Regions from separate parts of the Mus musculus genome. Here all the other regions are linked to region 3. Evidence: chromatin contacts called from public HiCAR-type and HiChIP or PLAC-seq data. All regions are on one chromosome and are shown on one strand. Each heading gives the region's core, a stretch centred on a gene start, on an enhancer-like site or on the middle of the called end of the contact. The rest is flanking DNA. Distances are from core to core; before and after follow the strand shown.

The links. HiCAR-type assays count read pairs that join an accessible place to other places. HiChIP or PLAC-seq counts read pairs in DNA pulled down with a chosen protein or histone mark.
Region 1: an H3K27ac HiChIP or PLAC-seq map of embryonic stem cells shows a contact between it and region 3, with 7 times the contacts expected there. The contact joins two enhancer-like sites. A contact is called at or near these places in 1 of 484 Hi-C or Micro-C datasets (embryonic stem cells) and 3 of 115 datasets of contacts at active chromatin or transcription factors (astrocytes and embryonic stem cells).
Region 2: a contact with region 3 is called in a HiCAR-type map of astrocytes, with 2.8 times the contacts expected there. The contact joins two enhancer-like sites. A contact is called at or near these places in 1 of 39 promoter capture datasets (frontonasal cranial neural crest), 1 of 115 datasets of contacts at active chromatin or transcription factors (astrocytes) and 2 of 9 other capture datasets (embryonic stem cells and embryonic tail).

What each region holds. Positions count from the first base shown.
Region 1 is chr17:9,915,443-9,918,671 of GRCm38.p6, forward strand. It overlaps a transcript of Gm34799 not described here. Among named protein-coding and RNA genes, the nearest start is that of Gm34799, 10 kb to the left of the region's middle. Within about 2 kb of position 1,814, at least 5 of the 459 cell types and tissues checked have an H3K27ac peak or open chromatin away from gene starts, as enhancers often do. A contact at or near this core is called in embryonic stem cells, where this site is marked.
Region 2 is chr17:9,878,245-9,881,345 of GRCm38.p6, forward strand. All of the region lies in intron 1 of Gm34799 (a long non-coding RNA gene), which reads right to left. Among named protein-coding and RNA genes, the nearest start is that of Gm34799, 27 kb to the right of the region's middle. Within about 2 kb of position 1,502, at least 52 of the 459 cell types and tissues checked have an H3K27ac peak or open chromatin away from gene starts, as enhancers often do. A contact at or near this core is called in astrocytes, where this site is marked.
Region 3 is chr17:11,066,589-11,069,565 of GRCm38.p6, forward strand. It overlaps Prkn (parkin RBR E3 ubiquitin protein ligase), which reads left to right. Exons shown (of 12, transcript NM_016694.4): 2 at 541-704. Among named protein-coding and RNA genes, the nearest start is that of Gm41526, 66 kb to the right of the region's middle. Within about 2 kb of position 1,638, at least 82 of the 459 cell types and tissues checked have an H3K27ac peak or open chromatin away from gene starts, as enhancers often do. A contact at or near this core is called in astrocytes and embryonic stem cells, where this site is marked.

The DNA.
Region 1 (3,229 bases), core at 564-3,063, 1.2 Mb before region 3:
ATTACTAATTTACTTCTTACAGAGATACATACTCATCCAGGGGTGGGGTCTCTCCGCACAGCAGAGGGGCTGTGTCGGAAGGGACTTGGAAAATCAATAGTCTGAAGACAACTCCATTTCCTGACATAAAAGGTAATACTTCTGAAATTTAAATTTTATTAATAACGAGAAATAAGTGACTCAATACTTCTCGATGAATTCCAAGGCTAAAGTGAACTATCCCCGTGTTAACCATGGATCAGCACATATTCCTAGCTCCCCATCCCCGTGAACTTACAACTGCACAGTGCACTCTAAGCTCACAGCACTGACTAGGTTCTTGAGTTCTAGAAAACCAAATTATGAATGACGGGCGGGCTCTCATCTAAGCGGCATACCACAGAGTTTGGAAAATTGTCTCTTCAGAGACACCAGAGTGAAATCTGAGCAGATCCTTGCTATTCACCAGAATCACACATAAAAAATCTCACTGCTAATAATAATAATAATAATAATAATAATAATAATAATAATAATCCTGTTAACATTTTAGAAAAAAGGCTACAGCAGGTATTGGCGACACAGTAAGGAACTAGATCCATAAACAAGGGATGTTTCCTGAAGTAAGGAAGGTTGGGGTGTCAATGGGCCTTCTGGCAGCCACAGCGGGGAAATGGCAGGTGCCGTGGCCCAAGAAAATGTCCTTGGTGAATTACTCAATTTTAGCGCATTCTTTGACCATGGTACTATTTCCCGTCTGTTTAAAGATGCTTATCCCAAGAAAAAGACTTTTCCTTTTTAGTCTAAAGGGAAAAGTAAGGGAAGACATGACAGCGTGGTGACCACCTCCAAAGATCAGCATAGCATTAGATAGGAAGGTGGCAGAGTACCCTGTGCCTCTAAAGAAATATCTAAAATCAAGTGAGTGGAAGCAACGAAGGAGCAGGCCACCATGAGGAGAGAGAAGTTTCCCACAGTGAGAGCCTAGAAGATTGAGTGGCTTTCGCCGTTCCTGACACTGTTTTGGGATGGGGCAGGAAGAGGGTAGATACATGAAGGACTAATTCTCAAGTGTTGAAGAGTGTAAACTTTCATTTAGACACAGGTCCATCCAAATGCCCTTTAACTTCTGGGTATCTCCACCTCTTTGCCAACAGACATGGTATTTTTGACTCCCTACTCTTGCGACTCAAATGGAGGTTATTTGGTAAATGCTGTTTCAGGATGTCATTAATACTGTCTTATCACTGAGACAGACGTTCATTATTTTTTTATGTTATGTGTGTTAATGTTTGCTTGCATGTATTTCTGTGTATTGCACACACACTTGGAGTCTGCAGAAACCAGAACAGGCTATCAGATGTGGAATTACAGATGGTTATAAGCACCCATGCGGATGACAAGAACTAAACGCAAGTCCTCCACCAGAGCAGCAGATGCTTTTAACCGAGAAGACATTTCTCTAGTCCCATGGGACAAACATTCTCTTTCTATTTTTGAAGATTAGAAGATGCTTAATTATCTATATGTGTGGGTGAGTACATACACGTGATACAGGTATCAGGTTTCCCTGAAGCTGGAGTTATAGGCGGTTGTGAGCTGCCTGGTATGGGTGCTGGGAGCCAAACTCCAGTCCTTAGCAAGATTATTGAATGTTCTAAAGTATGGAAGTATGTCTCCAGCACCAGGACAAAGACTCCTAATTAAGCAAACAGACTGTAGCCTCCCCCAGCCTTGAGTAGGCTGGCTTTGACCTTGCTGCCACTGAGAATGAGACCACCTGGGTGGAGCCTTCTGACTTAGCTGGCTCTATTGTTCTGTCACCTGCTGCTGCTTTTCTCCAAGACACTGCTACCTGCTGAGAGGTCCAGAGATATTCCGGAGACAGTACCCAGCAGATCACCTACAGGCTGGCAACAGGCACCAAGAATAGATTGGTGGGGGGATGGGCCTCCCCACTTTATAAGCACAGACTCTTAGTAAACTTGGGGGCCTTGAACAGAAACGTGTCTTGGCCTCCATTATTTCTCTCATCATTCTCTCCCATACAGCTCCTGCCTCCCACTCAGGAACCCAGACTAAGCTCCTACCACCTATAAAGGAAGCAAGGAGGTCAGGGTGCAGCATCTCAGCATCTCACTGAACCTCCTTTCTCATTCGTTCTTGTCCTGGGACTGCCAGGGAACATACCACAACCAGAGGGATGCTTAAATCACTATTGCACAAAGCTTCCAGTAAGGCCTTGGGATCACCAAGGACTTCGTGTGTCCTCATAAGATGCTCCTTGAGCCCTTCATCCTTATAAAGCCAAGGCTTAAATGAGATCTAAAGTCCTCTTAACAATCAGTTGGAAAAAGACAGATCATCAGACTGGAAACAAAACAAGAAACTTCTCAAAGGAGGCTCTTTAAACAGCCCACAAGTATACAAAATGTGCATGAGCATTTCACTTCTGAAGAAATACACTAAAAATATAAGCTATTACTGAATAACTGTCATAAGACATAAAATTAAAAACACTATACCAAAGTTTGGTAGCGGTGTGGAGCAACTTAACCCTTAAGTGGCTAGCACAGATACTTATTCCACTTTGAAACACTGTCAAAGCAGTACGCCATTAGCCCATCAACCAGATATGACACTTCATGCATGAATACAACCGCACTTCTATGCATCCAAAGATCTATACGGGAATCTTCAAGCAGCATTACTCAACAACAAATTAAAACTAGACTGCAACCCAAATATTTGTTAAGACAGAAATATGTACCTAAGACTACGGCATGTCACAGGTGAAATACTTGATAGCAGTGCAAAGGAAACACAGGAGTATTCAATGATATGAGTGAGTCTGCAAAACCATGAGAAAGACGACAGAGGAAACCCTAAGTCCTGTTTCTGTGAAGTTCACGAACACAGAAACAAATCCACACTTTCAGAATTAAGGACAGTTACCACCATAAGGCAGCAACAGCTGCCAAGAGCCATACAGGATAAAACTCTGTACTGCCAGGAGGGTTTGACTGACAGGATGGGCTGTGATAAAACAGACTCACTACAAGAGCTCACTGCTGTCCTCTTTGTAAATTGTGTACCATCCTGCGTGTTATGAATGAAGAAAGTTTTTAGACTGAGCATCCAAGTATGGTTGTGTACACCTACAATCCCAGCACCCAAGAGGATAAGATAGTAGAATTTCTTTTGTTTGGTTGGTTTTTGTTATGTTTTGGGGTTTTTTGGGTTGGTTGCT
Region 2 (3,101 bases), core at 252-2,751, 1.2 Mb before region 3:
GCTTGCAAGTGACTTTTGCAAGTCACTGCCATGCTTGCAAAAACCCCAAACCATACGATTTCTACCATAACTTCTCTCCTGTCCTGTTCCAGCCCCGACTTTTACACCACCAACCCATTTAGTTATGTGCACATCATGTGGGATAGAGACCAACCTGATTTTACCCTAGAGCAGCAGTCAGGGTTTTAGAGCCTTTTCTAGAATAGGATATCACTTTTCACTGAGTTTAAGCTCTGCTTTGTCAAGCTCCCACAATACACTGGGCTCTCCTGTCAGATTTCAATTCGCTTCTGACGACCTAGTCGCCTGTAGCCCAGAGCCATACTGATTGGATTTCAGTGGCTTTAGAGCATGTATCTGTGCTGTGTCTGGCTTGCACCTCTCAGCTCATTCCTTGTCATTCTTCAAAAATCATTCTTCCAAGAGTGGGAAAGCTTTTTTTTTCATTGGCTTTCAAAATTATGCTTGTGAATTTGGGGCGGGCAGCACTTTAATAACCTTTAACTTTATACAAAAATAATTTTTCTGTTTTGTGAAGATATTATTTCATTTCTTTAAGTGTCTGTTATCTTTCCTGACAACCCAGTTGGTCTTGTGATTAACTGAATTTATGGATATTTTATGTTAACTGCCTTTACTGTGTAACAGAATGGTTGCTTTGCTTATTTTAATTTCTAGCTAGTTACTACTAGCTACAGAAAGATATTGATTGGGACGTGTGTCACAGCTAATTACTTTACCAAATTTATTAAACGCAATAACTTTTTAAATTGGACTATTTTGAATCTTACAGATTTATACTCAAATCAACAGCCAAAAAGAATAATTTTGTCTCTTCTTTATCAGCCTTTTAATTATTATTTCCTTTTCTTATCCTCTGAAATATCAGATAATTGTGACAGTAATTACCTTTGTCTTGTTCATAATTTTAGTGGGAATGAATTTAGCCTTTTACCATTTACAATAATATCTTCTGGGTTTGCTGGTTTGTAATAATTGTCTCTTACAAATTTAAATTATTTCTTCCTAATTCTGATTTGCTTAAATGTGTTATTTTTAAGAACTCCTAAACTTTTATCAAATGTCCTTTTAAAATGTGTTAGCGTGGTGTATTTTCCTCTTTAAATAGGTTGGTATGGCGAATTTTTGTTGACACATTTCTAAAATTTGCTGCTTAAAAAAATATGTGATTTGAAGTCACGCAGTGGGATATTAGTTGTTGCTTTTAGGTCAGAATTTCTGTACTTGTTAGTGTAGCCAGGATGGTTCCTGGGTTTGCTTTCTGGCAGCCTGCATCATCTTCCACAGGAGAACTTCTGGGCTGCTTACCTCTGTGGCAGCCTCTTCTGGGGTCCTAATTCCCACCCACCACTGGGCAGTTAGTTAGTGGATGTGCCCTTTGCTCTCTAATTCCAAGTCTACCACCAAGCCTAACCGCTGTGGGCATCCGCAGCTCTGTGTTGGCATACAAACAAGGCCTCTTTGTGCTCAGATGATGTCATGGGTATGAACGTGACAAGAAAACAAGTGCCTCAGAATCCTACCATTGCAATGTTCTCAAGAGAAAGAGAACAGACCCAGATTCCTCACGGGGGCAAGGCCACTGCACGAAATGTGACTTTGAAGGCTTTGGAAAGAGCTGGGAACCAGGACAATGACACTGTGGGGTGAACATTTGTTTTGTAAAGGAAAAGGAATCCAAGCCCGGTCCTCAACAGCCAACGCCATGGGAACTCGAAGGGGTTTGTTCCCTCTCCACATCCTTCAGCACATCTACAGCCCCACTGCCCACCTGCTAGGAAGCAAGCTAAAATACACAGAATACCCAAGAAGGGCCTTTGGCTTGCCTCCCCAGCCTCCCCTCTGGTCGGCATTGGCCCTCGGGCTAGACTGCTTGGATAGCATTGCAGTGCAGTACGAGCATGCAAGCCTGACGTTTGAGAATGTACTTTCAACCTCTATGTCTGGAACCTGAAGGAAAACACTGCCCATCTTCCCAGCCGATGGGTTTCTGGACTGTGAGAGGCTCAGAAAGCTCGCACACTGGACTATGCTTGGTGAAGCCCCCATAGTAAACCGAAGACAGCATGGGACAGGCCAAGAGAGTTAGGTCTAGGTAAGGCCCACACCCCTCTGGCATTTCTAGAACTCGATGTGAGTATACTGCCAGCTGCTTTCCCCCCAGCAAGAGAATATGAGCGTTCATAATCTTCCGGACTTCAGCCCATACCTGAAGCACCTGGAACACAGGCGTCTGTGCAGCATCTTCTGAGCCCTGAGAAATAATATACGAAGCCGAGACCCTAGGAAGCCATGACTAGTCTCAAGTCAGACCCACAGAAATGGGCAGAGAACATTGAGGACAAATCCTGTGCAGGGATGCTGTCTAAAGCACTGGGGAGGTGTCCTGTGTGTTAGAAAGAACTCTGTGTTCGCTGAATTGCAAGTCATCTGACACAAATGGGCAGTGAAAGAGACCCCCTTCCTACACAAAGTACACAGACTCTTGCTGCTTAAACACATAAGTTATTTTGCTTTAGTAAATAGTATCTATTTTTTATTACTATAGCAATGCATGTTTGGGTGAATACAAATTAAATAATTTTTTGGAAAATAGTTGAAAATTCCTCATTATCCCACAGCTCATAGTACTGCCATGATCGCTCTGTGGGCACCTCTGGTTGGTGTTTCTCACTCCACATAAACTCAGCTATCTGTTCAGGAGCTAACATAACACATACACACACACATGTACATACATATATGCATACATACACACTATACATATGTACAGACACATGCACATATACACATGCACACAAAGGAACACACACAGACACACATATACATACATATACACACACATACATACACACATGAACCCACAAACACTCACAGAAACATGCACACACATACACACATGTACACACACACATGCACACCTGTGTGCACTCACACACATACTCACCACATTGTCTTCTTACTCCTTCAATCATAGTCCCAAACCAATTTTCATGTCAGACCTTTTTTTTTCCTGTGTGATCATTTCTAACCAAAATTTATGATATTTTAACTCATTTTAAAGTTTTTCTATTCCAACC
Region 3 (2,977 bases), core at 388-2,887:
CATAGGCCCCAAGCTCTCTTCAGCTGTCTACACAGTGGCTTCCATTTCCACCATTTCTTTCTGGGGCATCCACATGCTGCCTTTGAGTTTTATGCAAAGGACTCTGCGGAGGGAGTGAGCATTTGTTCAGTCTTTTGGAGCAGAATAGTCTATACACTCATGGGAATCTTGAGATTCCAATCAAGCAAGTTCTCCGCTTTACTCCCTCTGTTCCAGGAGGGCTGTGAAAGGCACAAAACTGCCGTAGTCTGCAGGTCACTGACCAGGGTCTGAGCAGGAAAACACCTAGGGAAAAACACCTAGGGGAAACTGTTTTTGGTTTTGTTTGTTTTTTTTTTTGTTGTTGTTGTTTTGTTTTGTTTTGTCTTTTTTCTAACTACTGCTCTATACTATAAATTTATGCTCTGTGATAAATGGAAGAAAATATATGCCATGCACTGGAGGGCAGGTGAGGGGCAAGCTGCTTCAGAGACATTTCACTGGCCATTAAGGGTTTGGAGTAATATTCTTTCTTCTCTCTCTGCCCCTGGTCTTGTCTAGTGTTTGTCAGGTTCAACTCCAGCTATGGCTTCCCAGTGGAGGTCGATTCTGACACCAGCATCTTGCAGCTCAAGGAAGTGGTTGCTAAGCGACAGGGGGTTCCAGCTGACCAGCTGCGTGTGATTTTTGCCGGGAAGGAGCTTCCGAATCACCTGACGGTTCAAGTGAGTCTCCCTGGGTGGGTGGTCCCTGGGATGTAGCCAGGGCCAAAGACCCTGCAGCTAATGCTGCCAATCTGACATTCACGCCTGAGATCTAATAGAATAAATAGTACCTGGGGATTCCTTGAACTTTACTCCGCACGGCTTCATTAATTCTGACCTTCTTAATTATGCATTAAAACAGTATGCAGGAAGGACTGGAGGAACAAGTGTGGGTGAGCCAAGACCGGGAGAGAGAAGCCAGGGGCGCGCGCGCTCAGTTTAGTGAATAAATGTTTACTGACTGAGGGAGCAGGAAGGCACAATTTCTGGGTCTGTTCAATTTTTACCTTCCTTATTCTATTTGAATCGTAATGAAGAAGGATTCAAATAAATCGTTCCCAAGAAGGCTGCTCAGGCCATGCCTAGTGAGGGATTTACAACCCAACTGTGACCCCTGGAGGACACTCATAGCTGCTGCCTGGACTACAGCAGACACTGGCCCAGGGCCCCCATTTGCAGAGGGCTCTGAGCCAAGGACAGGAAGCATCAAATTCACACAGCAAAAGTCCATCTTTGTATCTCGGGGGCGTAGACGGAGTTACCCCTGGCCGACGCCCCTGAAACAGAACTAACTAAACTGTGGGGATCTGCTTTCCTGCCTATTACTTCCTGGGTATCTGGCCCCTGCTGTGCTGTGGAAACCGCTTCTTTATGGCATCTTGTACATTTGGAGAGATGAGTTTTGTAGGCATCCAAGGAACTGGATAGCAATTGATGCACGGGCCCTTTGCCTAGAATGAGAGAACAGTGAGTGTTTTGGAGGGAAGTCCGGCAAATATGAACCACATTTACTCAAGTGATTAGAAGCAGGGAAAAGCGCGTCCCCTCCACTCTGTGTAGGGTGGTATTGCACCCTGGTTCACAGCAGGGTGGGGACCTGTGCTGTACTCGGAGCTTCTGACTGCCCAGGCCAGGCAGTGCGCTGACGTATTTGCTGCTTTGTGAAATGCTTTTGGAATGTGGGTATACAAAGAAACTATAGAAATGCAAATGATTCTGCTATCTCCCCCCCCCCCCCCGCCTGCCCCCTTTGGTGGCAGGAGGACTCACACCCATTGTGCACAAAGTGCTGTGCTTTGCTTTCAGGCAATTTGTTTCATAAGGGAAGTGCCTGTGCTAAGAAGTGTTTGGATTTTTTTTTTTTTTTAATTTCAGTCAACTAAAAAGCTTTTGCAGTTCCTGCCAACTTCTAAACCTAAGATTGTTTCCTTCACAAATAAATGGTTTTAAAACTGTTTCTTGAATCCAGATAGACTTTATTATGAGAGCCATTAGATTTTAAATCCCCTCACCTGTACAAAGGAGGGTACGTGTAGCAGTTGGCTGTTTTTTGTTCAGTAAGACTAACTGGCGTGAGGGACAGATAGATTTTATAACAGTTAATGTATTGGTTCAACTGTCTTACCTTGATTCGCACGTTTAGAATTCCCAGTGTTCAGAGCTTTTCAGTGGCTTGGTTAGAGGGAGTTCGTTCAGGGAGTCTGCTTCTTACCCGCTTAGGCCTCTGAACTAAAGCAACACTAGCTCAGACTGTCTGAGAGCACTACATATGCTAAAATCACTAACAAAGCCACGTGGTCCAGCCGAACGCATATAATATGCACAGGCTGTGTGTAATTATTACTGTATAACCCATTAAAGATGAGTATCGTGATGTTTCAAAAGTGAGGCTGTATATCTAATGGGAAGGCACCAGGAAAGAGCTCCCGAGTGGATCCAGATATGGATTCTTCAGATGAAAAGGAAACACACACCACGGGCTTGGGAGGCAAGCCAGGTGCTGTTCTTCCGGAAGCAGAAGCAATACTGAAGACAGGAAAAGATGGAGTTTCCTGGGGCATTTGACAAAATCTTGACAGACTTGGTCCTTCGATTTCATTCATAGACAGCAAAGGGGTGCCATAGAAAGCCATGGGAAGGGAGCTGAATGTCCAGGGGTGCTGAGAGTTTATGAAGAATGGATATGTAAGGAGATATTTAACAAACTGTTGGAACCTGGGTCTGGACCTAGGGTACAGATTTAATATTCACAGATATTTGCCCAGAGAGAAATATTTTTACAGCAACTGGAATAGATTCAATTGTGAAGGGGTGAGCACGAAGCAGTATGAGTATCTTCGTTTCCTGACAAGGGAGCAGACAACTTCAGGAAGTAGAGGCCACCCAACTGACACTTTTGAGGCTATCCTTAAAGCCTCTAAATTCTGAGAGTTAAAAAGTAAGTGAAGAGCCTT